Regions from separate parts of the Sus scrofa genome. Here regions 2, 3, 4, 5 and 6 are each linked to region 1. Evidence: chromatin contacts called from public promoter capture Hi-C and targeted proximity ligation data. All regions are on one chromosome and are shown on one strand. The core of a region is the stretch at or near the end of the contact, and the rest is flanking DNA. Distances in the headings are between cores, read along the strand shown. Region 1 holds the start of IGSF8 (immunoglobulin superfamily member 8). Region 2 holds the start of COPA (coatomer subunit alpha). Region 3 holds the start of PEX19 (peroxisomal biogenesis factor 19). Region 4 holds the start of DCAF8 (DDB1 and CUL4 associated factor 8). Region 5 holds the start of TAGLN2 (transgelin-2). Region 6 overlaps DCAF8 (DDB1 and CUL4 associated factor 8).

The links. Promoter capture Hi-C pulls out the DNA fragments that hold promoters and counts their contacts.
Region 2: a targeted proximity ligation map of alveolar macrophages shows a contact between it and region 1. A contact is called at or near these places in 1 of 5 promoter capture datasets (liver) and 2 of 2 datasets of targeted methods (alveolar macrophages and skeletal muscle).
Region 3: a promoter capture Hi-C map of liver shows a contact between it and region 1, with 5 times the contacts expected there. A contact is called at or near these places in 1 of 5 promoter capture datasets (liver), 11 of 47 Hi-C or Micro-C datasets (embryonic fibroblasts, fetal liver, heart right ventricle and 6 more) and 2 of 2 datasets of targeted methods (alveolar macrophages and skeletal muscle).
Region 4: a contact with region 1 is called in a targeted proximity ligation map of alveolar macrophages. A contact is called at or near these places in 2 of 5 promoter capture datasets (fetal liver and liver), 11 of 47 Hi-C or Micro-C datasets (embryonic fibroblasts, fetal heart ventricle, heart right ventricle and 5 more) and 2 of 2 datasets of targeted methods (alveolar macrophages and skeletal muscle).
Region 5: a promoter capture Hi-C map of liver shows a contact between it and region 1, with 4 times the contacts expected there. A contact is called at or near these places in 1 of 5 promoter capture datasets (liver), 4 of 47 Hi-C or Micro-C datasets (heart right ventricle and liver) and 1 of 2 datasets of targeted methods (alveolar macrophages).
Region 6: a contact with region 1 is called in a targeted proximity ligation map of skeletal muscle. A contact is called at or near these places in 4 of 5 promoter capture datasets (fetal liver, fetal skeletal muscle, liver and 1 more), 17 of 47 Hi-C or Micro-C datasets (alveolar macrophages, brain, embryonic fibroblasts and 11 more) and 2 of 2 datasets of targeted methods (alveolar macrophages and skeletal muscle).

What each region holds. Positions count from the first base shown.
Region 1 is chr4:90,391,387-90,396,561 of Sscrofa11.1, forward strand. It overlaps IGSF8 (immunoglobulin superfamily member 8), which reads left to right and starts at 2,228. Exons shown (of 7, transcript XM_003481424.4): 1 at 2,228-2,537. The coding sequence starts at 2,252.
Region 2 is chr4:90,140,468-90,145,642 of Sscrofa11.1, forward strand. COPA (coatomer subunit alpha) reads left to right here and starts at 2,162. Exons shown (of 33, transcript XM_001928707.6): 1 at 2,162-2,634. The coding sequence starts at 2,595. NCSTN (nicastrin) reads right to left here and starts at 2,467. Exons shown (of 17, transcript XM_001928786.4): 1 at 2,285-2,467; 2 at 721-825. The coding sequence starts at 2,369.
Region 3 is chr4:90,194,941-90,200,115 of Sscrofa11.1, forward strand. PEX19 (peroxisomal biogenesis factor 19) reads left to right here and starts at 2,098. Exons shown (of 8, transcript XM_021089574.1): 1 at 2,098-2,234; 2 at 3,653-3,762; 3 at 4,178-4,343; 4 at 4,826-4,911; 5 at 5,127-5,175. The coding sequence starts at 2,165.
Region 4 is chr4:90,211,757-90,216,931 of Sscrofa11.1, forward strand. It overlaps DCAF8 (DDB1 and CUL4 associated factor 8), which reads left to right and starts at 3,162. Exons shown (of 13, transcript NM_001244434.1): 1 at 3,162-3,317. It overlaps PEX19 (peroxisomal biogenesis factor 19), which reads left to right. Exons shown (of 8, transcript XM_021089574.1): 8 at 1-1,552.
Region 5 is chr4:90,564,171-90,569,345 of Sscrofa11.1, forward strand. It overlaps TAGLN2 (transgelin-2), which reads left to right and starts at 2,102. Exons shown (of 5, transcript XM_003125672.5): 1 at 2,102-2,427. IGSF9 (protein turtle homolog A) reads left to right here. Exons shown (of 21, transcript XM_021089579.1): 21 at 1-4.
Region 6 is chr4:90,256,726-90,261,900 of Sscrofa11.1, forward strand. DCAF8 (DDB1 and CUL4 associated factor 8) reads left to right here. Exons shown (of 13, transcript NM_001244434.1): 11 at 2,865-2,984; 12 at 3,618-3,734; 13 at 4,565-4,824. The coding sequence ends at 4,681. Among named protein-coding and RNA genes, the nearest start is that of PEA15, 17 kb to the right of the region's middle.

The DNA of each region.
Region 1 (5,175 bases), core at 978-3,477:
GGCCAGCGATCGAACCCACAATCTCATGGTTCCTAGTTGGATTCGTTAACCACTGAGCCACGATGGGAACTCCAAGAGCTTGTTATTTTATTTTTAAGATCAGCATGTCCCATAAGTGGCATCTATGATGATGATGAAGATGGGCAACATCTCTCATCTCTCAAGCATCACGAAGGCATTATGTCCACTCCACCCCTAAATAAAGGGAGAGTGACTTTCCTCCAAACGCTTCCCTACACTTTTCGGCTTTCACACAGCTCAATCTGGCCTGTGGATGAGCTTAAAAGAAATGAATCTGGAGAAATCAGGCTGCAGGTATGCCAAAATAGGGGGAAAAAGAGACCCTGGAGTCCTGTTCCTAGGCCATTCCTAGAAGTATTGAGAGGGGAGGGGGGACCTCTGATTCCCTCAAGGGTTGACAGCATTTTGATTCAGAATTTCTCTGGTCTCTCCAGGATTCTTTTTTTTTTTTTTTGTTTTTTTGCCTTTTCTAGGGCTGCATCAGCGGCATATGGAGGTTCCCAGGCTAGGGGTCTAACTGGAGCTGTAGCTGCCAAGCCCACGCCAGAGCCACAGCAACGCGGGATCGGAGCCACGTCTGCAACCTACACCACAGCTTATGGCAATGCCGGATCCTTAACCCACTGAGCAGGGCCAGGGATCGAACCCACAACCTCATGGTTCATAGTCGGATTTGTTAACCACCAAGCCATAATGGGAACTCCTCTCCAGGATTCTTGAATATGGCTTCAACTGAGCACCTCATCTCATCGGGCACTGTGCCAGGATCAGGGAAGAGAAAGTCAAGGAAGATCTGGTCTGCCTTGGGCCACTTCCTCTCTCGGGGCCTGTTTCCTCTTCTGTAAATCGGAGTGAGTGAAAGGGTTGGGGGATGAGTGGGGACAGATGGAAGTTTGAGGATGAAAGCTCTGGGGTTAGTCCCTGTGGATGGCCACTTGGACATCCTGGCTGTCCCTTTCCCCTTTCTGACCCCACCCTTCCAGATCCTCCCCACATCCCTTTTTTTTTTAGCTTTTTAGGGTTGCACCCACAGCATATGGAGGTTCCCAGGCTAGGGGTCCAATCCGAGCTACAGCTGCTGGCCTATACCACAGCCACAGCAACATCAGATCCAAGCCGCATCTTCGACCTACACCACAGCTCATGGCAATGCCAGATCCTCAACCCACTGAGAGAGGCCAGGGATCGAACCCACAGCCTCATGGCTCCTAGTCGGATTCGTTTCCACTGCACCACAACAGGAACTCCCCCACTTTTTTATAGTTGAGGAAGAGACAGAGTTCCCAGGAAAGAAGTCTTTTCCAACCTCCCACCTCTGGGGCAGGCCCCACTCCTCCCAGTGCAGAGTGCTGTCCATTTCTCTTCACTGGACCTAGGGGCTCCTTCGCTTAAACCCCAAGCTCACCCTCTCTTTCGGTCTGAACTAAACCTCACAGCAACAGTTTAAATAATTCAACCCCCCCCATCTCCTATTTAGTGTTATCCTGTGCCAAGCACCTTGGTACATTATCTCAATTAACGTCACAAAAATCCTTTGGGGTGGACGTCATCCACTTCAATTTGCCAACATGAAAACAGGCTGGAGGAGGTTGAGCAACTTGACTAGGATCGCCAACCAGGAAGTGACGGAACCCAGCCGGCCAACCCTTCTAACTCACTTCCTCTGGTTCTGCCCCGAGGGGGTGGCAAACAGGTCTCCAGTGACCTTGCGAAGCCATGGAGCGTCCTTGAGCCCAGATCCTCCTAGTTCCATAACTCCAAGGTCCCGCCCTTCCCCATTTCGGCAGGGTTGGCCGCGAGGCGTAGAGGCTCCGGGAAAAGAGCTTGATTCTAAGTGTGCAGCCGCAGTCACCTCATTGACCCCAGGGGCCCCTGCACCCAAATCCTCAGGGAAAAGCCGAAAAGTGCAGGGTACGAGTACAACCTGCCAAGCTGACGTGGATGTGGCTAAACCCAGGTGCAGCCGGCTTCCGTGGGCTGGGGTCGGGGCGGAGCCAGGACCCAGGGGGGCGGGCCTGGATCGGGGTCAGGGAGGAGCTGGATAGCGGGGCGGAGCCTGAACGGGGGCGGGCGGAGTCCGGGCGGAGGTCCAGGACTAGGGTCCAGACACACCCAGGGATCTGAGCGGGGCCAGGGTCTGGAGGGGTCGGGGCGGGATTGGGGACCCGGGCGGGGCTAGGCGGGGGCGGGAGCCGAGGTCGGGGCGGAGCCTGGGTAAGGCCGGGCGGGAATGGTCTTTCCAGTTGCAGAGGCTGGAGGCACAGCAGTAGGAGGAGGAAGGGCAGGGGGAGGAGGGAAAAAGGAGGGGCCTAGGCTGCTCCCGCTCCGCTCCGCTCAGCTCCGCGCACCCACGCCTCGCTGCTCCGCTTGGTGCCCCTCACCCGGGCATGCGCCCCCTGAGCCCCCGGCCACCCAGAACCCGAGCCGCCCCCCAGAGCCTCCCCAGAGCTCGTTGCGCAGGATGGGCGCCCTCGGTCCCAAGCCGCCGCCGCCGCCGCTGCTGCTGCTAATGCTGGGTAAGCCCGGCTCCCAGCCCCGCCCGGCAGGTGCCTGCTACCTGGTGTCCAATCCTGCCCGACTCCCCAGCACTTCGGAGCCCCTCGCACCCGCCTCTCCATCAGCCTCGCCGGGCCTGGCGCTTAGCTGCCCTGTGAGGCCGCCGGCCGAGCCAGTCTTGGGGCGGGCGGCGAGTGGGGTGGCAGGCGGGGATTGAAGGCTCCCCCAGTTCTAGGCCCTGGGCTGGGGCACAGTGAGAACCCAAAGAGGTGCCACCCCCAGGGACCTCCTGGCCTCAGAGGAGCAGGTCCCACTTCTTAGCTGGCATGCTCAGGTCTTGGGGTCGCTGCGCCCAAATGCTGCGACTCCACCGCCTCACACTCAGCTCCAGGCCCAGCCTGAAGCTCGCCTGCGTAGGCAGTGCCTGCCCATCTCCGTAATTGCCTGAGTTGGCTGGAGGCCCAGGGGCGGGTTCTGCCCACGCTCTTTGAAGGAAGTCTCCCCTAATTGCATCCCCCACCTCAACTTCATCAAAAGTTGAGGGCAGTTCCATCTCTATCCTGGACCAGGTCTCCCTTTGCCCCTCTTTTCCTCTCCTAGATGTCCCTTGGGTCTGTAGCCTCCCACTGGTTGTCACACCCTCTTAGTCCCAGCTTCTCTGCCTCTGGAGAAAACAGGCTCTGTGGAGACTGATGCTGAGATCTCCAAGCGCCCTTGTGGCTGTTGTGCGTGTTCTCGGTGGGGTGTCCTGGGCCATTGCTGCACAGATGCATGCAGGCAGTGCCGGTGGAAATGTTTTGGGCCTGAACTGGAGGAGGCTCCCTGTAGGGGCAGTCTGGGGAGGAGTACCGTGAGACTGCTTGTACAGATGTTCAGGAAACTGAGACCCTTGAAATAAGAGCACGGGGTTGGGGGGGTGGCTTTGGTGCCAGGATTCGGAGCTGCCATAGTTACCGCAGAGGCTGACGTAGCCCCAGCCACTTGTTTCTAGATCAGAGCTCTATCACAGTGCCGAGCAGCCTCCCTGTACGACATAGGTCCCTGGGTCCTATGGGACTAGAATGAGTCGTCTCCTTGGGGGAGGCAGGAGGAGGTACAGAGGAAGGAGCTGCACAGCCTGGTTGCCTAGCACTCAGCCCGTTTTCCCCAGTGGGCAGCGTGGAGCAGAGAGGAGCCCAGGGGAAGTGTGATGCGGAGACAGAAGAGCCTGCTGAATACCCACTGCACACAGGGGCGCTTACTTTCATTTTGAAGATGAGGAAAATGAAGTAACTTTCCCCAGACAACCCATGTGATGAATGTTGAGGCTCAGATTTGACCCCCATCCATCTGACTCCAAAGCAAGACCCTGTTCTTCTTTCCCTCTTCTGCTGACACAGAGGGGCCCCAGCTGGGGAGAGAGCTGCCTGGCAGCTGGTGTCCTAAGGCTGTGGGGGTGACTTTCCCATGGGGATCTCCAAGCATCAGCAGTCGTGGAGCCAGGGAGATGGGAGGGGCCCTCCTGAGCGGTGTCTGCCCCAGGCCAGGGAAGGTGTCAGCTGGCTGTGTCCGCCATCACTCTGGTTATGAAACACCCTCAGGCAGAGCCTTCCTGAGTCACACAGGCTCACTCACCCTCTGAATGGAAGCTCAGAGCTCTCCTCCAGTGTAGAAACTGAGGCTTGGGATTGGGAGGGGCTGGTCCAAACCAGATCGCTGGGGCTGGGGCTGGGGCTGGAATCCGACCTCCAGATTTGCAGCCTGAGCTCTAACCAAGCAAACACAAGTTTCCTGTACAGATGTTCAGACCCCAAGTTCTCCCCGTGACGTGACTCAGCCGCAGGAAGAAAGGGGTGGTTAAGAGCGGGCTCAGGTGGGAAAGTTAAGGGGGATGTTTCTGGGGCAGCTGGAGGGCCCGAATTTGACTAGCCTTGCTGTTTTCCGCCAGCCCCTGTGGGTAAGCCCCTGGGAGTGCCACTCTAGTTGGTGAGGTCAGTGTCCTCAGTTCCCTCCCCTACCCATCCCCGGAGTTCCCCATCACCTCCCTGGCTTGTCCCTCTGCAGGGGCATGTGGAAGCCAGCCAAGGATAGTAGGAACTTGGCCAAGACTGTATACTTCTCATGCCTTACCTTTCTCATGCAGAAGATGAAGGCAGAGGGCTGACCCAGCCCCCCTCACATTCTGGGCTTCTGTGATCTGGGGCTGTGAGAGGAAGGAAGGAGAGAAGGAAGAAGCTGAGCCCTCCAAGGCCACCAGGAGTATCTGAGGGGGCAGGGTAGGGCCTGGGGGTGGGGCAAAGAAGAGAATTTTGGCCTCTGAGGAGAGAAAGACTGAAAGAGGCAGCTAGGGGTTTCGGAGCTTCCCTACCCAAAGGGAGCAGTATGTAAATGAATGAACACCACATGCAAATGGAGGCTTTTGTTTAGGGAGCTGTGGGGGGGGGGGGTTGTGTGTCAGCTGGGCCTGTGGGGAGGATTGGCAGGCACTGGTGGAGGAGGGGATCTTCTGCCCCTGGAGGCCAGGGCAGAGACTGGTTCTTGCCCCTTGAGCCTCAGCTGCCTCGCCAGCCCTGTGGGGAGGAGAAGCAGTGAGCTCATGGCCCAGCTGGAGGGGGGAGGGATTGTGTGGTGAGAACTGACTGGGTCTGTGCCCTGTCCTGCTGGGCTGCTGGCTCCATT
Region 2 (5,175 bases), core at 912-3,411, 250 kb before region 1:
TCTGAAGATAATAGGTTAAGCAGCAAAGGAACTGGAAATTCAGGCTTTAGATAACTTTTTTCCCCTCTCATAGTTTTATAATCATACCATGTGGACATGGTAGCTTGTTTTGGAACACATTTACAAAACATAAAGATAAATCCAAATACTTTAATATTTCCTCTTGAAACCATTTGGCTTTCTCAATGCCTTCTTTTCAAAGAGTTCACTGCCTTAAAGAAACCCATCTTGGTTCCAAAAAGATCAGAGTGCAGCTGATGACTGGACTTCATAGAATATGAGGCTTTTTTCTCCTTAGAAAAGAGCATAGCTCTGTAAATAATCTACTGGGTGGTTATGAGTCCTGGCTTAGAACCTCAGACCACCAGGGCTCATATCCTAACTTTATCACTTAATAGTAGGATGATCTTGGAAAAGTTACTCAACTGCCCTAAGTATCAGTTTTATTAGTTGTAAAATGGTGGAAATTAAAAGAACTATTTCATGGGGTTGCTATGATGGTTAAATGAGATATACATGTACGGAGCTTAATATGTAGCATTTACCAAATGTTAGCTCTTATTAATTATCTCACCTGGTTTGACAAATGGTTCTCTATCACCTAATACCCACACAGCCTAATTTGTCTACTGAGACTCCCAAGCCAGACTTGGATCATTATATCTAGGACACAGATTGAAATATCAACAGCCAGGAACACAAATCCCAACCTCAACTCACACTGGCAGCCAATCTGATGAGTGGCATTGAGCAGACGGACACAGGGAGCTGTTTTATTTAAAGGGATGTAGATCTTCCTCTCCACTGAGTTTCCTTTGCACAAGCCTGATCAGAAGATAAAAAGTGTTAGAAAAAACTTAAGAGACATTGGTACTAGCCTCTACCATGTCATAAATTTGTTGTATGGCTTGGGTATATTATACTTTGTAAAATGGGACCAATATCTATTTTTTTCACCTCTTGGGAACATTACTGGAACAAATAAATGCACCCAGCTATGTATCACCGAAGGTTATTACATATTCCACATAAAGCAACTGACATTGAAGCTAAAAGATGGAAAACTTGACTTGTCAAAGGAAAGACCTCAGATATATCTGCCTCTGGTTGCATGGATGACCCCCACTTCTGCTTTTCGATTCTGTATTGCATATTACTAATTAGTTAAAAGGATGCCAGTCTTAGAATATAGATTACAATTTAAAAAACTTTTCTGAAGAGTTTCTGTTGTGGCTCAGCAGAAACGAACCCAACTAGTATTCATGAGGACACAGGTTCCATCCCTGGCCCTGCTCAGTGGGTTAAGGTTCCAGTGTTGCCATGAGCTGTGGCATAGTCCAGCAGCTGCAGCTCTGATTCGACCTCTAGCCTGGGAACTTCCATATGCCACACCTGTAGCCCTAAAAAGAAATTTTTTTTTAATTTAACAAAAATAAATAAACATAAAAAAACCTCAGACATTTTTCCAAGAGTCTGAACAGAACTAGGAGAAAGCTTATGCCACACACCCTGTAAGTTAATCAAACATCAGTAGGTCATTTATGTGTGCCCACGACGTGGGACAGCTAGTTTCTCCTCTGGGGATCTTTACAAACAATCTCAATTTCGGGGAAAGCATCATCATGGTTATAAACAGGCATGTTTGTATTTTAGAGTTTAACCAATCAGAAAACCACATACCAGAAAATAAATGCGTGGAAGCAAACACCTGTGCACAGTATAAAAGCCTAAAGTTTCTTGAGTCCTTATCTTACAAACTAAACAGTTGAGAGTACCAATATCTTACCTTAGTCTCACTTTACTGATGGGACAAACTGAGGCAAAGCACCGGGACGGGGGTTTTATGGTGGAATCAAGAAAGAAACAAGATAACTACCTTCCCAAGCGCCGCAATGCACACACAGAACCTGGCGCTTTTATCTTAAAAGTCTAAAGGCGCTGGGGAGAAAGCTGAACTCGGACACTTGTCCTTTCTGATTGTGCGTAAGGTGGCTGGGGCCGTGGGGAAAGGAAGCATCCGAACAAAGTGGGAAAGAGTCGGGCTGGAAGTCCAGGAAGAGGCCTGGAGGAGGAAATGGGTCGACACGAAGCGCCACGGGGAAGAAGGGACCTTCAGGTCCAGGCAAAGGGGGAACTTTTGTCGTGGGAACGAAAGAGAAAGGGGATTTACAGGGTGGGGGGACAGAGGGGCTGCGGGGACCAGAAGGTGGACGGCGGCGCTCGCTGTTGGGCAGATCGGAGGATTCTCCTACAGAATGGAGCTCACGAGCGGGGGAGGCCTCACCTGCAAGAAGAACGCAGAAAGGCAGAAGGCGAAGGAAACTCCGACTTCCCGGGCCGGCCACAGAGCCGCCCCCAGCTGTGGCCATCTTGCCTCTTGGTTGAGCGGAAGCCTCAGTTCCCCTCTTGTCCGGGAGTGGCCTCTCTAGGCAAACACTGGCGCCGTCTCTGTAGCCCGAAGCTCCTGGGACCGGAAGTTCGTGTCTGAGGAGCTTCCGGGAGTCGCGGCAGAGGGACGCTGACGTGGAGGCAGCCGTAAGGCGGCAGGGAGTGTCAGGGCTCGGATTAACAGCTCGGAGCCAGAGACCGGAGGGATGCTAACCAAATTCGAGACCAAGAGCGCGCGAGTCAAAGGTAGTGGAGAATAAAAGGGAGAGCACGGAGACTGGGTGTCAGGGGAGGCGCTGTCACCGGGGACAAAAGGGAGGATAGAATTGGGCCCACCGTTCGAACCCTGAGGAAGATGGTACCGAGGGAGGTTAGGCCTGGCGGGTGGTTCACCTGCAACCCTCTCTCTTGTGGCGTGCCCTCGGGATTTGATTTTCCGATAGCGCGCTGTAAGAGGTCCCTTACGCCCGCTCCCTATTTCTTTTCCTTCCTCTCTCCAAGGTCTCTGCTGCGACTTTTATTCGGCTCCCAAGGCCCTGTGACCTGTTGACTTTTTGATGACTGTGCTGTAGGGAGTGGCTCTGGAGATTGAGTCTCGACCTCTGCTATTCATGTGCAAGTTTAGTTTTTTCGCAGAAAGTGCACTGGCCTCCTCTCTTAAGGTCTTGACTGCACCACACCATATCAACATCCTTGCCTCCATTGGGTTCTCTTTCCTATCTGGAAACAGGATATTCTTAAGTCTGAATTTGAAAAGGTTACCAGATAAAATAAAGGATGCCTATTTGGATTTGAATTGTAGATAGAAAGCGAATAACTTTTTAGTATTGTTCGTGGTTTATCTGAAATTCACATTTAACTGGGCAGCTTTATTTTTGTTTCTAGAATATGACAACTAAAGCCTGTGGGTGGAGGTGGAGGGCAAACGACTGAAATTGCATTAGTAGTGTCTTAGAATGTTAGGATGAGAAAGGCAGAAATTTGTGAAGAAGATATGTGTATTGAATATTTAGTAAGATGCAGCATAGTAAAGTAGTTAGGAATTTGCTGTTTGGAGTCAGATGAGCTTACTTGAAACATTTGCTAACAAACTGTATGACTTCGAGCAACTTAACATTTCTAGATCTATTCTCTCGTCTATAATATGTGAATAAGTAACATTCTTTTATAGAGAGAATTAAAGTAAGAAAGTATATGAAAAGTGGGAGCATGATAATGTGAGAAATTAGAATGTGTACATGTATGTGTAACTGGGTCACCATGCTGTACAGCAGAAAAAAAAATTGTATTGGGGAAATAACTATTAAAAAAAAAAGAAAGAGAGAAAAGTGACTAGTGCAGACTTGGTAGCTCAAAAACTGGAGGCCATTTTTTCTTTCTTTCTTTCTTTTTGTCTTTTTTAGGGCCACACCTGTGGCATATGGAGGTTCCCAGGCTTGGGGTCAAATTGGAGCTGTAGCTGCCAGCCTACACCACAGCCACAGCAATGCGGGATCCAAGCCACATCTGTGACCTACACCACAGCTCACAGCAGTGTCAGATCCTTAACCAACTGAGTAAAGCCAGAGATTGAACTTGCATTCTCATGGATGCAGTCTTTTTGCAATCAAATAGTGTTTATCAAAATGTGAAGTGCACATACCCTATTTCTGAACAATCTCGTTTCTGGTCTTTAGCCTAAGTCAGTAATAATGCATATAGGCTAGATTATGTGTGGAAACATCTTCATTAGGTCCTATTTTCTGGTAGATAAAAGTTAGGGGGAAAAAAAACTTAAATTCCTATTGGTAGAATAATTTAAAAATAATTGTACTTTGCAATTATTAAAAAGAACAAGGGTATATTTATATATACTTAAATGTAATGCGATCCATTATATGTAGTTAAGTGAGAAAAGAAATTTGCAGACTATTATAATATCTCCATTATCATAAAATGATATAGATTGCATTGAGAACCTAAAAGGATACACGCCAAACTGTTAGCAGTTGTTACTTCTGTGGACATCCATTTCCATTTATGATGAGTAATAGAGACTGAGTTTACCTTCCAACCGTAAATGCCTTCACAACTGAACAAAATGTGGGAAACAAAGGTTTTTCAGACATTGGACAACAGACAGTGCAAGAGAGTAAGTCTTGAGAGAAAGGAAATAAACAAGATGCACCCCATGATTGTTTTAGCTTACTACCTGGAGAGAGTTTTCAGGCTACAGTACAGGGAAGGGGGAAGAGCCCTGTGGTATCACTGAGGAGACACAGGTTAGAGTTCAGGGAAACCAAGACAGCTAAAATTTGTTGGGCTGCACAACAGAAGAGAAAGCTGCATAGAGAACTCTGGAATTCTGCAGGGGATCCTGTTAGGCCATTGAGTACTAATGTGCACTTGCGTATGAGGAAATGACCCAAAGCCTGGGAAAGAACCACTGGAGAGGAGAAGGCATAACAATCCCTGGTGCTCATATAGAGCTGAAAGAGTTTGTGTTCCCACTGGTCAGAATGGAAAGACCTCCTGATACTATAGGGCGTTATACAGAGATCTCAAATGGGTTTTGTTTTGGCTAGGGAAGTTCCCCGGCCAGGGGTAGAACGCCCGCCACAGTAGCAACCCAAACCCCTGCAGTGACAACACAGATCCTTAACTCACTGTGCCACAAGAGAACACTGGTTATTGTTTTAATAGCAGTGCCAAATTAGACCTAGGCTGAAGTCCTAATAAAACTTAAAAAGCAGGCCTCAAAAGGATCAACTAATTACAAATAATTGCTTCTCAAACCAAAGCCCAACA
Region 3 (5,175 bases), core at 848-3,347, 200 kb before region 1:
AATGTAAAGCCAATAGAAATACTTGTCACGTGTACCTGCAATAATGATAGCCATATTAGAGATACACATGTAAGCAGTATGGAGTTGAATGAGAAAGTTAGCCTGGAATAAATGTTACCAATGTTGAGAAAGGTTAATCAGAGAAGGATTCAATTATAGAATTTTAGAATTGGAAGTGATCTTAGAGTCGCAACTTTAATGTTACATATTTGTAATAAGAGGCTTAGAGTGGTGAAGGGATTTGAACGAAGCAATTTAGTGATAGTTGGGACTGGAATTTAGGTTTTCTGACTTCTAGTTCAGAGTGTTTTCCCTCAAGTCACAGACTGGCACGTGGAAGAATACAGTAAATTTTGCACAGGTGTGACTTTTAAAGTCTGCTCTATATGTCAAGGAAAAAGTAAGTACCTAATCTGGTGCTTGATGCAGTACTCAAGCGTGTGTTTAGAAAGCTAAGGATGAAAGTCATGAAGTGACTTTTTTCAATTAGATGTGACTTCTCCCTTTTAAACTTTATGGTACTTTATCCTTACTTCTTTTAAGACACTTAACCTTGCACCATACTTACTGTGTATGTCTAATCCTACCACCAGCCTAATCCCCAGTCAACTGCTTTACTGCAAGAGTGCAGCTTGACTTATCTCTCCATCCTCCACTATGCCCAGCGCAGGATTTTTTAAAATGTTTTTTATTTTTTTTGGAGTTCCCCGTCGTGGCTCAGTGATTAACGAATCCAATTAGGAACCATGAGGTTGAGGGTTCAATTCCTGGCCTCACTCAGTGGGTCAAGGATCCGGCGTTGCCATGAGCCGTGGTGTAGGTCACAGATGTGGCTCGGATCCCACCCACGTTGCTGTGGCTCTGGCGTAGGCTGGCGGCTACAGCTCTGATTAGACCCCTAGCCTGGGAACCTCCATATGCTGCGGGTGCAGCCCTAGAAAAGACAAAAAGACAAAAAAAAAAATATTTTTGCTACACCCGCAGCATGCATAAATTCCCAGGCCAGGGATTGAACCGGAGTCACAGCAGTGACAACACCAAATCTTTAACCACTAGACCACCAGGGAACTCCTAGCACAGGATCTTAAACAAGAGTAGATGCCTTGTAAGTGCTAAAATAGGTTTTCCTGAGGCAGTTGATGCATTCTGACAAATCTGAATAGAACAATTCCAGAGGAGGGAAGGGAAGTCTGGAGTTGTCTTTTATCTGAGCATCCCCCAACTTCATTGGGTTGAGTCCTGTGAAGAGAAAAGACAATAGGTCAAAGAAGGCAGGTTTATTACTACTGCATTCCAGTTGCCCTCTTCACTTAAGTCCAAGGTCCGAGAGTCACTTACTCCCTGGTTCAACTAACATTGGGTTCTAAGTTCTTGTGACATTTCTAATGGAGAATACAAAATGAGAGCTATCCACTAGATTCTGCAGAGAAGCATGCCTCACTAGAGCCTTGGAGAGCAAAGAGCAGCCAATGAGTGCCCACTAAGTTTTGGGCCCTAGCCAAGGAGCCGGGGTTACAGCAGTGAAGACAAGAGATGAAATCCTTTCTGTCATGGTGCTTTAATTCCAAGGAGCCTGGGGGAGAGACAATAAAGATAAATCAGTAAAATATGTAATATGTCAGATAGTGGTTAAGTGTTGAAAAAAAGAGGCGAAGTAGAGAGGAAGCATCTGTAAGTGTATGGGAGGGGTTGCAATTTTATTTAATGAGGCCAAAGAAGGCATTTCCGAGAAGGTGGCATTTCAGTAACATACTGAAGAAAGTGAGAGGAAAATAGCATATTGGCTGTGCCATAACTGTCTTACTGATTATACATGCATAGCTTTTAGTTTGCACGCAATTTGTCCCAGTCGACCTACCCGCAGCTCAAAAAAATAATGAAAGGCCCAATTCTGTAGGTAATGTGGGCAGTTGAAAGAAAGGAGGCCGGGCCAGTAAAAACCCTGACAGAAGATAACAGTAAATTCCCCTCTGTTGGTTCAGTGTTCCCGGAGAAAGAGGCGGGGAGAGGGGAACCCCAAACAAAAACAAAGGTTCCTGTACCTTTAAAAATGGCGGCCCCTCGGGCCAACAATATCATTGGTTGCACGAGGCAGGGGGGCAGGAACTGGGGGGCGCACGGCGCCGCGCAGTCCCGCCTCCTACGGCAAGTCGGAGGTGGCAAGATGGCCGCCGCTGGGGAGGGTGGTGGTGTTGGGGCTGAAGCGGACCGGGAATTGGAAGAGCTTCTGGAAAGTAAGAACCCGTAATAGAAAAGGCCTGAAGGGCGGGAGGTGTGAGGACGCATTCAGGGGGCCAAGTGAATCCGAGATAAAGGAGGCGGAGCGGGAGAGGCTCTTCAGAGGTTGGGCGGGGGCGGAGGGTCTGACTGCGACCCCCTAGAAAATCTCTAGGTCACCCTCTCCTTCCTCCTTGGCGGAGGCTGAGGATCGCATTTGCGTCCCTGTGCGGCCTAGACGGTTGATCTCCTTGCCGGAAGGGAAACTAGTCCAGAGGACGATGTTTCGGGATCCCGCTCCAAACTCCCCCTACTTTAGTAAGTTCTTGGAAGCCTAACTTTCTTCCCGCCAGCAACCACATTCGGTGCTCGGTGGGCAGAGAACTGGACACCCATGGGATTGCCTCCATTAACTCTTAGCAAGCCCGAAGCGTGCCTTTATGTGCAGTATCCTGTCCTCCTTAACACAAAAGACACGTCTTTTCCTTTTCCCAGACCTTTTTCGCACCAGGCTCCTTTCCAATTTTTTCATCATTTCAGAGCTCAAACCCATTCCTATCTCTTTAATTTGAGAACCAGAGTGAGACTGCCTCAGGGGAAGGCAGTTCACCCTCTCGAAAGTGGGTGGCGGAACTTTTCTTCCTTAGCCCCATCCACCACTCCTCTTTTGGTTTCTTGCCCAGAGTGGGGCCAGTGCCCTACCCCTAGGCCTGGCAAGCAGGGTGATGGTGAGGACACAGGCTTTTCAGGGAAGAGGTGAATATTTTTTGTCTCTTGCTGAGTCACAGAGATGTGAGCAGGTGGAAAGACGAACAGAAACGGTGAGAAGTGCCAGGCGACTGTGTGAATTGGCAGACACGGGTGTAGGCAGAGATGAGGCCAAAGGGAGCTCTAGGAGCTTTGGAGAGGGAGAGCTAAATTGAAAGATAAAAGAAGAGAATTCAGTGCCCTCCAATGGTGTGTAATATGGAGTCTCTCAGCTTGTACAAGGACCTATGCGAAGCTAGGTGAAACATCTTGTGGCTTCTGCTCTCTTGCCCAAGATTACTCCCTTGAGGGCTCCAGAGTGAGTTCAGAGGGTTAAGGACATCTGGTCTCTGCCTCCCTTGGATATTTGCATGGGATTTCTAGGGAATCATTAAAGTATGGCAGAGAAGGCACTGTGTCGGTGGAGGTGTCTCTGCAAATCTTTTAACTCTTCTCCTAACTCCAAGAGAGATGCTTGTTCCACCTTGAGGGATGTCTTCCCCTTTATCACATTAAATTAGACAATAGGTAGGGAAGTGGGAGGCTTATTGAGGGGTGGGCTGGGAGACTTTTAAAGGAGAAAATTTTAGGAAAGTTGACAGTTTGTACTCTTAATGTTTTGCCCAGAAACTCCCAACCTTTCATCCTCATCCATCCCCAAAACACCCCATGTTTCTTGTCTCTGAAGGTGCTCTTGATGATTTCGATAAGACCAAACCCTCCCCAGCACCCCCTCCTACCACCACGGCCCCTGATGCTTCGGGGCCTGAGAAGAGATCTCCAGGAGACACTGCCAAAGTATAAATTCCACTCGCTTAAGGGATGGGGAGGGGATGGGCATGCAGCTCTGGGCAGAGGTGGGGAAGGCCCCTGTGGGCCAAAGGGGAGTTGGGGGAGGGTGCCTTGGCCTTACATTGCAAAGTGCTCTTGCAGGCCTCAGTCCTCATGAAACAGGAACTTGAGATTGAGGGGAGGGATCTCAAGGTTAAGTTCCTTAAGAAGAGAGCAGATTTAAATGGTTGGATTGGGAATGCCACTCCATACCCTTCCCTCAGTGGCCAGATGCCTTTTTGCTGTCCTCTTTAAGAGAGGTGGTCAATGTCCAGTGGAGGTGAGTAGGAGGGGAGCACTACATTTCCTAGAGCTTCTCTCAGAGGCCATGTGCAGTGAGTTGCCAAGTAAGAGATGCATTTTGGTCACATCTCCCCTGCAGGATGCCCTCTTCGCCTCCCAAGAGAAGTTTTTCCAGGAGCTGTTCGACAGCGAGTTGGCTTCCCAAGCCACTGCAGAGTTCGAGAAGGCAATGAAAGAGTTGGCTGAGGAAGAGCCCCACCTGGTAGAGCAGTTCCAAAAGCTCTCAGAGGCTGCTGGGAGAGTGGGTGAGAAGGGGGCCCTAGACAACTAGAAATATCTGAACAAACCTCTTAGGTCATTGTTTCTTGAGAACACCAAAATTTTTTTGTAAAGTTGATAGTAATTATGATATCACTGCCATCACAACCATGTCACTGATATCACTGAAGGGAGGAGATGGGAGGAGAAATGAGACCCTGTTTAATGAAAGGGGTAGTTGGGAAATGATAGTTTGGGAAGTAACAGATGAAATTATTGACAGCTGACCATTTTAAAGGTCACAGTGTTAATGTGGGTGTCACTGTGGAGAACAGACTGACACACAGTCCACATAGATTTGTGAAAATAACTGTGGAGATAACCATAGAAAATTCAAAGATGTAGCGTGCCAGTGATTCACTAATAAATGCTCCATATTCAAGCTGGAGTATTCAAGATTGACCAGGTCAGTCTAGGCAAGCAAACAGTTGAAATCAGAAATGGCCTTGACTCTTTTTATCTCTCCTAGGCAGTGATGCGACTTCCCAACAAGAATTCACTTCTTGCCTAAAGGAGACATTAAGTGGACTAGCCAAGAATGCCACCGACCTTCAGGTGAGGGGAAAGAGATAGGGAACCACAAGGGGCCCACTCGCAGGCACTTCACCAGCAGAGTCTCAAAAGACAGACTCCCTTGAGTATCACCTCAAGTCTGTCCCTGCCTCACTATTTTGCTACAGGCAAGTTTAAACAGTTCTTTCCCACCTGAAAGATTGCTCAGCATCCCAGGAAGGCAGTATACTTGCTCACCTCTCCCCTATCCTTTCTAGAACTCGGGCATGTCAGAAGAGGAGCTGACCAAGGCCATGGAAGGGCTGG
Region 4 (5,175 bases), core at 1,912-4,411, 180 kb before region 1:
GGATCAGATCCAAACCACAGTTGCCACCTAAGCTGCAGCTGTGGCAATACTGGATCCTTAACCCCCTGTGTCTGGAAGGGGATTAAACCTTCCTCCCAGTGCTCTCAAGACACCAGCAATCCAGTTGCACCACAGCGGGAACTCCTGTTGCTCCTTTTAAATAAATCTTGTTGGATTTTCTTTCTCTCTGACCTCTACTAGTTGGAATGTCTCAGGATTAGAGGGCTTAGTCTCTAGTCTGCTTCTCTTTTCTTCCACATTAACTAAGTGAGTGCTCCCCATCCAGTGGCTATTGATGCCATTTATACCTTAATACCTCCCCAATTTACACCACATATTGTTTCCTATGAACTTCAGATTCGTATTTCAGTTGTTTACTCATTAGCTCCATTTGGAAATCTGATAGGCATCTCCAGTTTAACATGTTTAAGGTAGAACTGGACATTTTTCCTCCACCAAAATCTCCTCCTGACCACCCCCCACCTCAGCCCCCAGGCTCTATCTCAGCAAATGGCATTACTATTTGTCCTATTGCTCAAGTTAAAAAAAAAAAAAAAAAAAAAAAAAAAAAAAAGGAGATCTCTTGAATCTTTATCTTACATCCCATATTCAATCTATTAGCAAATCACCTCTGCCACCTTCAGAATACATCCTGAATCCAACCACTTCCTACCACTTCCACTGCAATAGTCTTGCAGGCCTATTGCTTGCAGGCTGAGCAATAGATTCCTAACTGGTCTTTCAGCTTCTGTTTTGCCTCCCTGCAGGTAGTTCTCAAAGAATCAAGCAGAATGAATCTCTTCATTTGTAAATTAGATCATGTCACCATGTCACTCTCACCCAAAACCCTCTATAACTTCCTAGTACTCTTAGAATAAAATCCAAAGTCTTCTCATTGGTCTGTAAGGGATCTGACTCCCACTGTGTTTCTCCAAACTAATTTCCACCTGCTCTTTTTTTTTTTTTTTTTTTTTGTCTTTTTAGTGCCACACCCATGGCATAAGGAGGTTCCCAGGCCAGGGGTCTAATCGGAGCTACAGCTGCTGGCCTATGCCACAGCCACAGCAATGCAGGATCTGAGCCGAATCTGTGACCTACACCACAGCTCACGGCAACGCCAGATCCTTAACCCACTGAGCAAGGCCAGGGATCGAACCCGAAACCTCATGGTTCCTAGTTGGATTCGTTAACTACTGAGCCACAACAGGAACTCCCTACCTGCTCTTTTGCCACATTGGCTTCCTTGTTATTCTTTGAATTCACCAAATGCACTCAAACTTCAAGTCTTTTTATATTGCTGTTTCTTCTACCTGGAAGATTCTTTCCCCAGTGTGTGTGCCTTCTGTATCACTTCAAATCTTTGTTTGAATGTTACCTCAGCAGAGGGGCCTTTCCTGAACCTCATATGTAAAAGAGCATACCTACTCAAATAACCCACTTTTATCCTGCTTTATTTTCCTTTTCTTTGCTCCTTATAATCTGTTCTGTGTGTCCCTCTTCCCCTTACACTCCCAACCCCTGCATCAATAAATAAGTTCCATGAAAGCAGGAATCTTGGCTTATTTTATTCACTGCTGCAGCCTCAGTACATAGAAGAAGGCCTTACATGTAGCAGGAATTCAGTAACTGTTGGTGGCATAAATGAAAGAATGGTAGGGCATTAGTTACTTTGTATTCTGGCCCTCTTGGGTGTTGGGGTTACAAAGATGAAACAGACATAGTCCCTGCCCTTATAGAGCTTATATTCTAATAGTACAGTTAGATTACAAATACATACTTATCAGAGTTCCTGCTGTGGTGCTACGGAAACAAATCTGACTAGTATCCATAAGGGTTCGGCTTTGATCCCTGGCCTTGCTCAGTGGGTCAGAGATCTGGCCTTGCAGTGAGCTGTAGTGTAGGTCGCAGACACAGCTTGGATCCCTCATTGCTGTGGCTATGGCTATGGTTGGCAGCTAAAGCTCTGAATCGACCCCAGCTTGGGCACCTCCATATGCCACAGATATGGTCCAAAAAAAAAAAAATCTCCCATAAAAATGTAATAATAGATTAAATGTTATGGTAAAAAAATTATGAAAAAGTACAGAGTTAGAGGACAGAGAAGGATGGTAGTGCAGGATACCATTTTAGTTGGAATAGTTAAAAGCTGATTGAGGAAGTAGCCTTTGGGTAGAGATGTAATTAAATGGACAGAATGAGTCTAGTAAAAAATACCGTAGATGAACATTCCAAGAAGAGGGAACAAGTACAAAAGCCCTCAGGCTGTCCATGCTTTGGTTGTAGTGACAAGAAGAAGACCAGTAAGGCTAGAGCAGAGCTAGGTAGTATGGGAGGAAATGAAATCGGAGAAATAAGTGCCATGTCGTGTAGGGCCTTCCTCGGAAAACCTCTTGATCATTTAGATTTTTAATGTACAATGAGAAGCTTTCGGAGGTTTTGAGCATAATACTATGACCTGGCTTACGTTTTAAAAGGTCACTCTGGGTCCTTTATTTAACTAGTAGGGCAATGATGGAAGTGGACAAACCAGCTAGGCATCTCTTGCAATAGTCTAAGTAATATATAATGACATAATAGGATGGTTAGCGGTAGAGGAGGTTACCAGGGGCCTCACACCCTAGCCTTCTGGGCAAAACGCCCCTGGCCCGGCAACTGGGAGTAACTTTTTCAGGGGCCTCCTGCATGCTTCCTTCAGATGTCAGACAAGCAGAGGGTACATCATCTGTCCCAGTCTTTGGAACCTTCGACACACTACCCCCCTTCAAAGAGCTTCTTGAATAGCTTAGCTGCACCTCAAGCTTCTAAATCCCTTCTTTAAAAATGGGTAAATGGAAGCTCGGGGCGGGGCGGGGGGGGGCGGTAAATGGGTCTCGAGGGTAAAGCAAGCACTTAAGATCCTCAAAGGAAATGGAGTTTTCAGAAGAAATCTGGAGAAAACTGCTTGTTCAGAAACAGGGCAAACATGAAGGTCGCCCAGGAGTTTGCCTGCAAACCCGTCAGAAATGAAGTTGATTTAAACCACAACTCTGAAAGGCCTTTAACTCTATTTAAGTATCACGAGGATCGTGAAGTCTTCCAAACAGTACAAAAACAACTTCGCCTTCTCAGTAATGCGCACGCGCCGCCCGCTCCGTTTTCCGTTGGGCTTAGGCCCGCCCCCTATGCGTCCTCGGTGGAGGGTTGGGAGCCGAGAGCTCGCGCGACCACTTTTCCCTCAGTCTTCTCCAGCACATCGTCGCAAACGGGGCCGGAAAGCGTGGCAGCGCAGGCGCAAGCGCAGAGAGCGGAGGCGGTGGTGGTGGCGGCCGCTGGCCAGTGTAAGATGGCGGCGGCGTTGGTGGCGGCAGTGGACGGGGCGGCTGGGCCTGGAACAGTCGGAGCAGCCGCTGGCAGAAGGATGACCCAAGACGGGAAGCGGGCTGCAGAGTCTCGCCGGCTCCCGTGCTTGTAACTGCCCCAGCCGGACACCCCCCCCCTTTGACCTACCCGGTCCGTGTCTCGTTCCGGCTTGGCCTGGCCCCCTCCCCCTTGCCCCGTTCCCCTTTAAGATAGGTTTGACTGCTTTCTCGAGCTCCCAGGGCTCAGGTCTGCTCCTTCTGACCCGAGTCACCGCCGGGAGGAGTGGCTGTCCTTTTCGCAGGTCAGCCCCACGGCTGCCCCCAGGAGCATGCCCCGCAATCCACGGGGACGTCTTGCCTTGTCGGGTGACCCATTTGTGTGCGCTTTTCCCCTTTAGATTGGGGGACGCGGCTTGCCCTGCGCTTCCCCGTCATCTCAGGGCCACCGCGCTGTGTGCCCCCTCCCCCATCCCGAGTTCTCGGGCCCAGCACCTTGTACGGAAGGCCGAGGTCCAAGAACCCTGGAGTCAGTTGTTGCCGTCTGTTCCTGTACCCTTGTAATGTAATTCCCTTCACCCCTAAATCTTTCAGGGCACCGTAGAACGGTCCCATTTGGTCCCTGTTAGTTGGAAAGCATCTAGTGGCTTGAATTTCTGACTCATATGATTGTTGCTGGAGTCTCTGTAAACAAACCGGCACTAGCGCTATCACGTTCTCTCCGGGATTTCCCCCTGCTCTGTGGCTTGTTGAGAGGTTTGGTTATGGGTTGGCGTTGAAAAGATTCAGGTTTTCCTTTTAAATGACTTACGTTTTAGTGGAGCTGGGAGATTACTTGCCTGGTTCATTTAATTTCTGTAACTACGTAAGTTACTTGTTCAGTAGTCATAAATTACCGTGCTTCTAAATAGTCCTGAGGAGGTCTAAAAAAGTACTAACATGTATTCATAAATATGTTTTTATTATGTTTAGTTGAAGAGGCACCCTTGCCATTTAAACTTTAACTTTTCTTAGTCCTTCAGTGAATCTACAGGCCTATTTTCTCAGGAGCTCAGCCTGGCCCTACTTCAGTGATAAAGGAGGAAAGGTGAGTAGGAGTTGAAGGCATTTAAATTCCTCAGTCCAAGACAGACCCTACCCTGGTGCCCAAGTGCTGACCACTAAAATTATAAAATTCCTACCACAATTTCCCAAGGAGTTAGGGTATTGTTCTTGGCTTTGTTCCAGCTCTGGTTAAATTACGTTTACAAGTTTAATTGGCTCTGGGCCTCTTGACTTGAAGTCCTAAACTATTGCTGTATATCTTCAAATGACTCCAGTTAAGCATAGAAATGAATGTGTCTCCCTCTTCATTCGTTTGCTTTGTGTTGCCTTTGTGCAGATCATGTTTCTTACACTATTAAAAGCTGGGCATTAGTTTACTGGAGTTCTGCTTAGCCTTTTGTCAATCAAGTCTTTTTCCCTTTCAGGGCTTTGGGTTGTCATTTCTTTCTGTTTAGAGGAGACTGTTTAGCTGCCTTTAACTAAAAGTTAGGGAGTGGTGCTTAAGTTCAGTCCACCTCAGAATTCCAGCTTTTCAGGACATAGTGATAAATTTTGGGTTTTTAAAAAAAAAAAAAAAAAGAGTGGTGCTCTTTTATATCTAATCTGAAGAATCCTTGTTGAACAGAATACTGCACGTCAGCATCATGGGCCGTTGCTAGAGAGGGAATTGGGACATAGTTGTAATTTATGTAAGGGTCTTGGATTTCTGGTAGCAGAGAATAGTGCTATGGTTGAGGTTCATAGGATGTGACAGAAGAGCTGAGTGGCTCTGGAAGGTAGGCCTGGCTGATTCTTA
Region 5 (5,175 bases), core at 852-3,351, 170 kb after region 1:
TGTTTCTGTGTATCATCTGGTTTTGAATTTGAGAGAGAAGTAGGAAAATCCCTGAGCCCTTAAAAAGGACAGATACATTCAACATCCATTCAAAAAGCATTTATTGGAGTTCCCTGGTGGCCTAGTGGTAAGAATCATGCATTGTCATGGCTGTGGGTCACTGTGTGGCCTGGATTCAATCCCTGGCCTCGGAACTTCTGTATGCTGAAGGCGCAGCCAAAAAAAAAAAAAAAAAAAAAAAGCATTTATTGAATGCCTAAAGAGGTCAGCTTCTGAATCTGAAGACCAGCTTTGAGCTAGATACTGAAGTAGAAAGTACAAAAGTCATGTCTTTGCCCTCAGGGGAGTTCTTTCTAGTGGATGAAGCAGGCAAGCAAAGAAATAGTCACAGGAAGTTCCCGTCATGGCACAGCAGAAACGAATCTGACTAGGAACCATGAGGTTGCGGGTTCGATCCCTTGCCTTGCTCAGTGGGTTAAGGATCCGGCCTTGTCGTGAGTTGTCATGTAAGTTGCAGATGCAGCTCAGAACTGGCATTGCTGTGGCTCTGGCATAGGCCAGTGGCTACAGCTCCGATTAGATTCCTAGCCAGGGAACCTCCATATGCCGCAGGTGCGGCCCTAAAAAGACAAAAAGGCAAAAAAAAAAAAAAAAATAGTCACAGGATGATATGACAAGTCCTCTGACAAAGCTATGTGTTGGTTACTAGGGTAGCAAGAAGGAAGGAGTCAGCCAACAGTGAATGCTTACAGCTTGTGCTGGGACAAATGCTACCTCTGGGGTGGGCCTCTGCAGGCATCCTCACAGAAAGTGGGAGCAATGATAATAGCTGTCAGCTGAGCACTCACTGTGTGCCGGGCACTGCTCTAAGCTCTTCACATGTATCATTTAATTCTCTACCACTCTAAGGTAAGTAGTACCATTAGCTCTATTTTTATAGACCAGGGAGCTGGGGTGTAGAGCTTTAGTGATTTGCCCCGAGGTCACAAAGTCCATGAGGGGTAGGGCAGGTGAGAAGACAGTCAAGGGAAGGAGGAACAGCCTATGTGAAGGCATGGAGGAGTGAAAAGACTTGGCCTCCCAGGGTGTCAGTGTGCACTGGAATATTCAGGAAGGGAGTATGGGGAAGAGAGAATGGAGAAGTAGGAGGGCATTGGTTGTTGATGTCCTTAAAAACCAGCATATATGGGATCGTCTAACAGCTATGAAAACTCCACTGATGGAGTTCATGGCTCAGAGGTTACGAACCCAACTAGTATCCATGAGGACACAGGTTCGATCCCTGGCCTTGCTCAGTGAGCTAAGGATCTGTAGTTGCTGTGAGCTGTGGTGCAGTTTGCAGACACGGCTCTGATCCCACATTATTGTGGCTATGGTATAGGCTGGCAGTTGCAGCTCTGATTGGACCCTTAGCCTGGGAACTTCTATATGCCGCAAATGCGACCCTGAAAAGACAAAAAAATTTAAAAAAAAAACCAAAAAATAAATAAAACTACACTGATAGCTGCAAGCAGGGACTCCATCCACCACAAATGATGTTCTCCTCCACCATCAGAGATGGAGGAACTGCCAGCCTCCTCCTCCTCTCTCTCTTTTTAAGGGCTGCACCTATTTCATATGGAAGTTCTTAGGCTAGGGGTCCAATCAGAGCTGCAGCTGCCAGCCTACACCACAGCTCATGGATACTAGGTTTGTTGCCCCTGAGCCACAACGGGAACTCCCTGAGGGCTCTTCTTCTGATCCCTCCAGGATTTAAGAGATGCCAGGCCTTGCTGTACAGTGGGAAAATAAAAAAAATAAAATAAAATAAAATTAAAAAAAAAAGAGATGCCAGGTCATGGAGGAGGAGATGAAGGGGAAAAAGTCAAGTCTGAACCCTGGGTCCCAACACTGGTCACACCCCTTAGGCCCTGAGAAAGGAATGACTTCACTGTTAGTCTCTGCCCAGGCTTGAAGAAGGTGGGGAGCAAGACCAAGTCCGGGAGCTGTCCTGGCCTGCATGTCACACCCTAGTCAATTGTGGGGGGGTGGGTGGGGAGTGTCTTCCTGTGCCTCTGTTTACCTAAACATCCTTTTTAAACCAAGAGGCTTCTTCGCACGTAAAAAACGCCCTTCTTGCGCTAACCTAGGCAGAAAGTTTCCCACTGGGGCACAAGTTTACGGGTTCTAGGGTAGGTGTAGAAGTTCTCCAGGGCGGAGGCTACTGTCTTGAGATCCTTTAACCCAGGTTCTGGTCTCCAGCCCCATCTCTTAAGCACTGCCCTCCGCTTCTGCAGTGCGGCGCCTTTAAACCCTCTCGGCCTTGCCCCGCCTTTGGTCCGCCCCGTCCGAGGCGGGAGCCTGCTGAAAACCCCCGGCCCAGCCCAGGCGCTCCATTCGCGCGGCAGCCCCAGTCTTAAGTGCGCAATTCTCCTGCCTGAGTGAAAGGTGAGCTGGAGGGAGGGGGTCCGTCGGGGCGGGGGAGGGGGGATGTGCGCGGTCTCTAGGCTGCAGGAAGCCCGAGCTTGCGACCTGCTCCTGTGAGCTTGGGGACCAAGGGCTCGCAGGCAGGGGTCCGATGACTGCTCTGCCCCGCCCCGGGCTGTCAGGTCTGTCCTCAGACTCTGACCCCGCATTGTTGAGCCATGAGGTCAGGCGGTGTTGCGGGTGCATAGACGGGGCGTCTGTCTGGATCAGGGACGTGGGGACTGCGTCCCTCCCGCGGACTTCAGCTCCAGATCCGTGCTAGGGTGAGGAAAGGAGGGCGTCAGGGACTGGCCCCGAGGGACGGGGCGTACAGGGTCCCAGCGCCCACCCTGGCCCGCTCCGCGCCGCCGGGGCTTCCCGCGCGACCCTTCACTTCCTGATTCCAGGAACACGTGTGGGTGCTGCTTGCCCTCTGCGTCCCAGTCCTTTCTCTTTATTCTCCTGCAGATCTTTTTTCTAGGGACTCCGAGGCGCGGTTTGGAGCAAGGGGGCTCCGTGCGCGGGTCCCGCAGTGGCCTCCCCTTCCAGGGTTGGCGCCGGGAGTTAAAGCCCCAGTCGCCTTGAGGAGAGTCCCCTGATCTCAGACATCTGGGAGGCTGCAGCTCTGACCGCGCCCCGGGGTGCCCTGCCTGTAGGCGGTGGTGTTGGGGGAGGGTGGCGGCTTTCCCGCGCCTCCAGCCCCTACGGGAGCCGATGCCCCCACTCCTTGCCCCCTACTGCTGGGAAAGTCGGTGGTGGCCGCGGGCGGGCGGGCTGCCCAGACCACTGCGTCACCCCAGCGGCGGGCGGTGGGTGACTCATCCCAGTAACGGCCCAGGGTGTGGCGAGGGGGGCGGCTGTGGGGGCCGGACCAGCAGGACCGGAAATGGACTGCCGCCTGGCCTCCACCCCTTCACCCCGGCTCTGCAGGCCTCCTGGAGTCTCCAGGAGCCGGTACCCGTGAGATTCAGGGGGAAACGTGCTATCAGTGAGCAGAAGTGAGGATGGACTGGTGTGGAGATCCGGTGCAGGAGGCTCTCCTAGTTTTCTGACTCCAGAGCACCAGACAGAGGGCCGGTTCCCCGTTTCCAGCTTCACTCCCGAGTTCTCCTTCCTGGTCCACAGAGAAGACTTAAAACTGCAGAGGAGGCCAAGGTAGGGTGGGGCCAGCAGCAGGGCCCTACCTGCCCAGAATCCAAAGGGTCTTTGTCCAGTTGCACTTCTCCCCCCATCCCCACCCCCACCCTCACTCCACTGCCCCAGTCAATCCCTCTTTTGCCTACTGGGGACTGGCTTCCTTTTCTCCCCCCACCTCCCCTCACCCCCCATCCCCTCTCCCTCCAGGATTTTCAGGTATGGGGCTCACTTGTTCCCAGGGCATTTCATCTTCTCCTGAACTATTTCCTTAAGTCTCCCTCGCTACTCCCAAACTCGAATAACTTCCAGTCTCCTCCACCCTACTCTTAACAGCTGCTTCTTTGAGGAATCCCTTGCACCTGTCTGTACCTGGCAACTGCTCTGAAGGAGCCCCTTTCCCAAGGATCTGCCCCACCCCATGCTCAGAGCCTCTTCACCACTCCTGTGTCGAGTGGATGTTTCAGCCTGGGAGCCCCCACCCTGCCCCATTCCTGTGTTTGGTACACAGAAGCCATGGCAACAGCCGCCAAGTACCCCTCCTCCCCTGGTGCAAAGCCTGTGGCTTCCTCTTTGTGTAGTTTCAGCTTTCTCTTCTGCTCACTGACTCTTGATAGCTAGGGGAGTGCCTTGGGACAGCCCCTCAATCATAGGTCTCCCACCACCCTTGCTTCTGCCTGCTGCCTGTGGCACTACTTTTTGGAAGCAAGTACCCCATTTTGCCCTTTCAGGATGGTCTTAATGCCAATTCTGAATTGGGAAGTTCCCCTGTGTCTTCTCTGCTCAATGAATGGAGAGTCCCTTTGTCTGCCCAGTTAAACCCCAGCCAGGAGCCCTTGAATCTTCCCACCCCCCACCCCTGTCCCATCCCTCCGCCTTTTCTCTGTCGTCAGCCCGGGTCGGATGAGGTAAGCTTCCAGCCCAGGGCCTGGGTGGGGCTGAGGGCTGGAGTGCCGTTCGTGGCCCCTCCCCCTGTCCCAAGTATTGTAAGCTTGTGGGTAGGGGCTGAGGGCTGTTCCCACAGCTCTAGGCAGCTCTCTAGTTTACTCACAGTCAATCCATCCCCCATGCGGTGCAGCTGTCCTTCTGGACCCCCAGTGGTGGGCATCTCCCACACAGCTCCTCCCCACCCCAGTAGGCAACTGGTGACTTCCCTCTTTGAAGGGAGAGCCAGGGTGAGTCCCCTGGGTGTCTCTGGGGTGGGCCACTCCAGCTCCAGCAGCCACAGCCCCTCAGCACTCCGTCCACCCACCCATGGGGGTGGGGAGAATAGCTGTAGCCTGGCTGGGCCCGGCGGCTCCCCTCCTCCCAGAGCGCTGCCTTAGGGCTCTGGCACCTCAGGGTCTAGGCCAATGGCCCCAGAGTGGAGACAAGACACTGCAGCTGGAGGCTGTGACCTTGCCAGCTGTGTCCAGGCTCCAGAGTTTAGGAGGGGCCCTCAGTACCCATCCAGAGGTGGGTCCGGAAGGCCGACTCTGTCCTGCCCATAGGTGACACTGGAGAGGTCAGGCTTTTGGCTGGCCCTCCCCTCCTAACCCTGGTGTGCTGGTTAATCATTCTCCTGGTCTCTTTCCTGGGGCCACAGTGATCCCTGGG
Region 6 (5,175 bases), core at 851-3,350, 130 kb before region 1:
TGTAATCAGGATCCTGCTTCTTCTCTTACCCTGATGCGAGGCTATTTTAGATTTTCTTCTGGTTTCCTTTGAATTTGGGGGACCTGGGACCAGTATAGATCTAAGGCTTCTATGGCTCTATATAAGAGTATAGAACTTAAAGTTATCTCACTGTTGCCTGATTCATTTCCTACTCTTCCATAGGTCCTCTTCCATCATCTGCAGGGAACAAACCCAAAACACTGGAGCCTTAATGAGAATTCTGTAGTAGGCATATAATCACAAGAAAGTCAAAAGGGGCCGGTGAATCTTTTCTTCATCGTAAACTATTGTCTTGCATTCTGTTCCAGAGAGATGCAAGCCTGAATGCGCACCCCCAGGCCAGCACTTGTCCATTTTCCAGCCTGCACTTGTCCATTTTCCAAAATCACTCTACAGGCCAGTCTCCTTTCAGCTCAGCCAGTGCCAGGGTTTGGTAATTGATCCAGGTGCTCAGGTGGGGAGGGTATCTGCTTGGGATGGGTGGGGCCCCAGTCCTGAGTTTTAGTGGTTTTAAGACTGAGGTCCTAGAACAAGAGGTATAGAGATTTCACCCTGCAGCAAGGTTCCTGGCTTGTTCTTGCCTCTCTGTGAGCTGAATGATCCATGTGGTCCTTACCTGGCTTCTTTTGCTTTTTTGTGCTACCTTCCAGCAGTGGGGTCACCAGGCAACCAGCCTTAATGCAGACTCATTAGCATTTCTGTATCAAAGTAGAACTAGAAGGGACCTTTGAAATTATTGTCTACCTTGGCCAGGTCTCTTGATACTGTTTTTGGGTCAAACTCTAGTCCTTTCTTTGTTTCAATTCAGGTACAGGAGTACGGGATAATGTCAAAGGACAATCCTTAGTCTCCCAAAAGCAGTTTGCTCCTTTATCCATCCCTTGCGTTCCCCCAGCCCAGTCTTTGAGACCAGAGCTCTTTTCTCTGCTCAGACATTGTTGACAGTATAAACCCTGGCATTCAGACAGGTCAGGTGAAGTGACAAGGTACTCTGGTCCAGAAGCACTCCGTTGGTTCCCCCTGCAGGCTCTAACTGCGTGTAATTTATTCGCTCTCGCTCTCGCTCTCGCTCTTGCTCTCTCTCTCTCTCTCTCTCTCTCTCTCTCTCTCTCTCTCTCTCTCTCTCTCTCTCTCTCTCTCTCGCTCTTTTTTTTTTTTTTTTTTTTTTTGGTCTTCTTAGGACCGTACCCGAGGCATATGGAAATTCCCAGGCTTGGAGAATTGGAGCTGTAGCTACTGGCCTACGCCACAGCCACAGCAATGCCAGATCCAAGCCATGTCTGTGACCAACACCGTAGCTCCCATGGCAAGGCCAGATCTTTAACCTACTGAGCAAGGCCAGGGATGGAACCAGTGTCCTCATGAATACTCTATTTTACTGACATGTCAAGCACAGCTGGGTCAGAGTAGAAGGGTAGCAAGGGCTTATCTGAAGATGGAGGAATGAATTCAGGTTTGTACGTGTAAGTTGTCACATATCTTTTCGTAGTATTTCCTGGCAGTGGAGTTTTTCTGTCTAGTGCCTCCTCATGCTCCAGATGCTGGAACCTCTTCCACCTCTTTGCCTAAAAGAGCCCAAATGTAGACTTTGCAGTGAGCTGATATGTGTAATGAAAGAAGAACAAGGGAAAATGTGGTTTCTACTTTACTCAGACTTAGCTTTGGTGTTTTTTGAGAATTTGCTTATTTGTAAAATGGAAGACGAAGATCAGAAGACTGTAGGTCAGTTGTATTTTCCATGTCGACCTTGGCTTCCTATCAGCTGCTCTCTGCATGTGTGGGCAAGGCAGAGAAGGTTGGTCCAGAGAGAGCTAAAAGAGGCCGTTTGCCAAGGGTTGTTTTGTCCGACTGTAGGGCAGCTGCAAGATGGGACAGGGTGAGGTGAAGAATGGCTAAGACCACACCTTCTTCCTTCTGGGTGCTTTTCCTATCTATTCTTCATCTGACTAAAAGCCCCCAAATGCTTTAGCAGCTACATCTGGGACCAGCTCTTCCTGTGGGGATGAGAGCGGCCCTGCCCCGTCCTGCCCTGCCAGGAAGGCTGATGTTTCCAAGTCAGACAGTAGGGGGCATAGGTGCCTTTGGATAGAAGGAAGTTGCCCAAGCCAGAAAGCCTTCCACTCGGCTGCTGAAGTTCATTCCTCCTGCTTGGAGGGTGGCTTAGCTTGAAGTGATGGGTGCCCTAGGAAGCCGCCCTGCTGTACTGTGCTGTCCTATGGTCGAGGCTGTTGTGCTTTCATGGCAGAGAGCAGGGTGCTGGCCCCTGGGAGGTGCAGGGTTCTCAAGCAGATGTGTCTCCACTATCCCACCACTCCCCAGGATCAGCCTCTTCCCAGTCTGCGCCTCTTTCCAGTTCTAGTAAACAGTGCCAAGTGAATGTAATTGTTCTCTGAGTCTTCTCTAGGGGCTCAGCAGCAGCTGCTGCTTTTTTCATTTTTAAAAATTTATTTGCCACTTGGTGAAAGCCACTGAGGTGTTTTTTCCAGCCTTGGGCAAGTTGGAACTGTGGAATCTGGAGAGAATGAGGTCATACGGACCTCATTGGCCTTCTTCTGAAGCCAGCAGTATGCTTGGCCAGTCACCCGCCCACCCCTAGGGCTGGGTCTGGGGATGAGACTGCCCTACCTAAATGTAGGAAATGAGAGATAGGCCTGCTCTTATACTCCGTCTGTGCCCATTGTTTCTCTACCCTGAGGGCCCTTTGCCCTCGGGTCATGATGAATGGGCCTGCTTTCCCTGCACCTGATTTCATCAGGGTTTGTTGTTTGGTTCGAGGTGAGTAGTGTTTATTAAACGCTATTCCACATACTCCTGAGCCTGTGTTTTCCTTTCCTCCTGACCAGGTAAATTGTCTTGAGCCCCATCCTCACCTGCCTGTGCTGGCAACCAGTGGCCTAGACCATGATGTCAAGATCTGGGCACCCACAGCCGAAACTTCCACTGAGCTTACAGGGTTAAAGGATGTAAGTGGCTGGCTATATAGATTTCTTCTTTCTGCTTATTTGTACAGTTAGGAATTTTCATTGTCAGAGGAAGGAATAACCTGCTGTACAGTCCTTCAAAGGCACTTCTCTAACCCCTCCCCTTCCCCCACGTTCCTGTCATTGCCTCTCTAGGAACAGCCCCAGTGCTTCTAGATGATGGTAGGATGGGGACAGGAGACATTTTTTCCATGGATGAAAGTGGGGCATCCTTTTCTAATATGATCTAGTTATGCTACACTCTGTTAATAGTTCCTAAGGGAAGATTTTTTTTTTTTTTTGGTCTTTTTTTTTTAAGGCCACACCCCTGGCATATGGACCCAGGCTAGGGGTCTAATCAGAGCTACATTGACCGGCCTAGGCCACAGCCACAGCAACACCAGATCTGAGCCATGTCTGCGACCTACACCACAGCTCACGGCAACACCAGATCCGTAACCCACTGAGCGAAGCCAAGAATCAAACCCTCAACCTCATGGTTCCTAGTCGGATTCGTTTCTGCTGTGCTACAGTGGGAACTCCCTAAGGGAAGATTTTATTGGGCTAGAACACCAGCCTTTTCTGATCAGGTCCAGTGTTCCTATTCATTATCCACTCTCCCCCTTTCGATTTCAGGTGATTAAGAAGAACAAGCGGGAACGGGATGAAGATAGCTTACACCACACTGACTTATTTGATAGCCACATGCTCTGGTTCCTCATGCATCACCTGAGACAGAGACGCCATCACCGGGTAAGCTGAAGTGGGAAGTGAGCTCCCAAAGGCAGTTGACCCTCTCAAGAGGGTAATGTTCCACAGTGCACACTTCCTCACTGCTCTAGACGAAATCAGGTGAAATTGGTTGGATTTCCTATCCATTATCCCCCATCCCCATCAAAGCCTTGATGTAGTCTTAGAAGAGCCACTAGCAGAAATTGGTGTTGTCTTCTTTGTGTTTTCCATCACCATGCATGCACAATGCTGTCTTCATAAAAGCAATGGCATGAGGGTGGGGAAGGAGTTGAGGAGAAACTCCTTGAGCCAGAAGAGTCCTAACGCAGGGGTTAGCAAACTATGGCAGATTTGGCATGTGCTCGTTTTTTGTAAATGAAGTTTTATTGTAATATAGCCTCACCCATTCATTTATGTATTGTCTGTGGCTGCTTTCATGCCACAATAGTAGAGTTGAATGGCTGTGACAGAGATGTGGCCCATGAGTGTAAAATATGTACTGTCTGACTCTTTAAGAAAAATTCTGGGAGTTCCTGTTGTGGCTCAGTGGTTAACGAACCCGACTAGGAACCATGAGGTGGTAGGTTCGATCCCTGGCCTCATTCAGTGGGTCAGGGAGACGTGGCTCAGATCCCGCGTTGCTGTGGCTGTGGCATAAGTAGGCAGCTACACTCTGATAAGACCCCTAGCCTGGGAATTGCCATACGCCACAGGTGCAGCCCTAAAAAGACAAAAAAATAAAAAGAAAAATTCTGCTGACCCCTGGCTTAGAGTATCTGAATCTTAGCTAAGACCTGACAGGCTTGTCCTTGTTCCAGGGTAATTACTAATAAGCTTTTCCCATCCTACAGCGCTGGCGAGAACCTGGGGTTGGGGCCACAGACGCAGATTCGGATGAGTCTCCCAGCTCCTCAGACACATCGGACGAGGAGGAGGGCCCCGACCGGGTGCAGTGTATGCCATCCTGAGGCCTCGTACCCAGGAGGGGCAGGCCAGGGCTGCCAACCTGATCCTGCCTGGGCAGCCCTTTCCTGTCCCAGGCCCTTACATTCAGCAGAAACGCACTTTGGACATTTTTGCTTTAGATTTAAAAAAAAAAAAAAAAAAAAAAAAGGAGAAAAAAAAAAAAAAAGACATCCCAGGAGGACAAGCCAGAGGAGAGCGAACCTGCAGGGGTATCTAAGAGTGGGAGTTGAGCCCTGCAATGGGGTTCCATGGAGAGGTGCGCAGGACTCAGCAGAAATGGCCTCTCCCCAAAGCCTTCTTTTTTTTTTGGGAGGGGGGAGCCTATTTTGTTAACTGGTTTTGGGTAAGGAATGGGGTTTCCTTTTCTTTGATCTCCCTTGTTTCTTGGGTGGGGGGTGGGGGGTTAACTGGCTGTTCAGTACCAAGGGGCCAGACTGGGAGTGGTAGAAGGGCCACTCTCTCTTTGGTTTTAGGTTTTGACGTTATTTTCTTTATT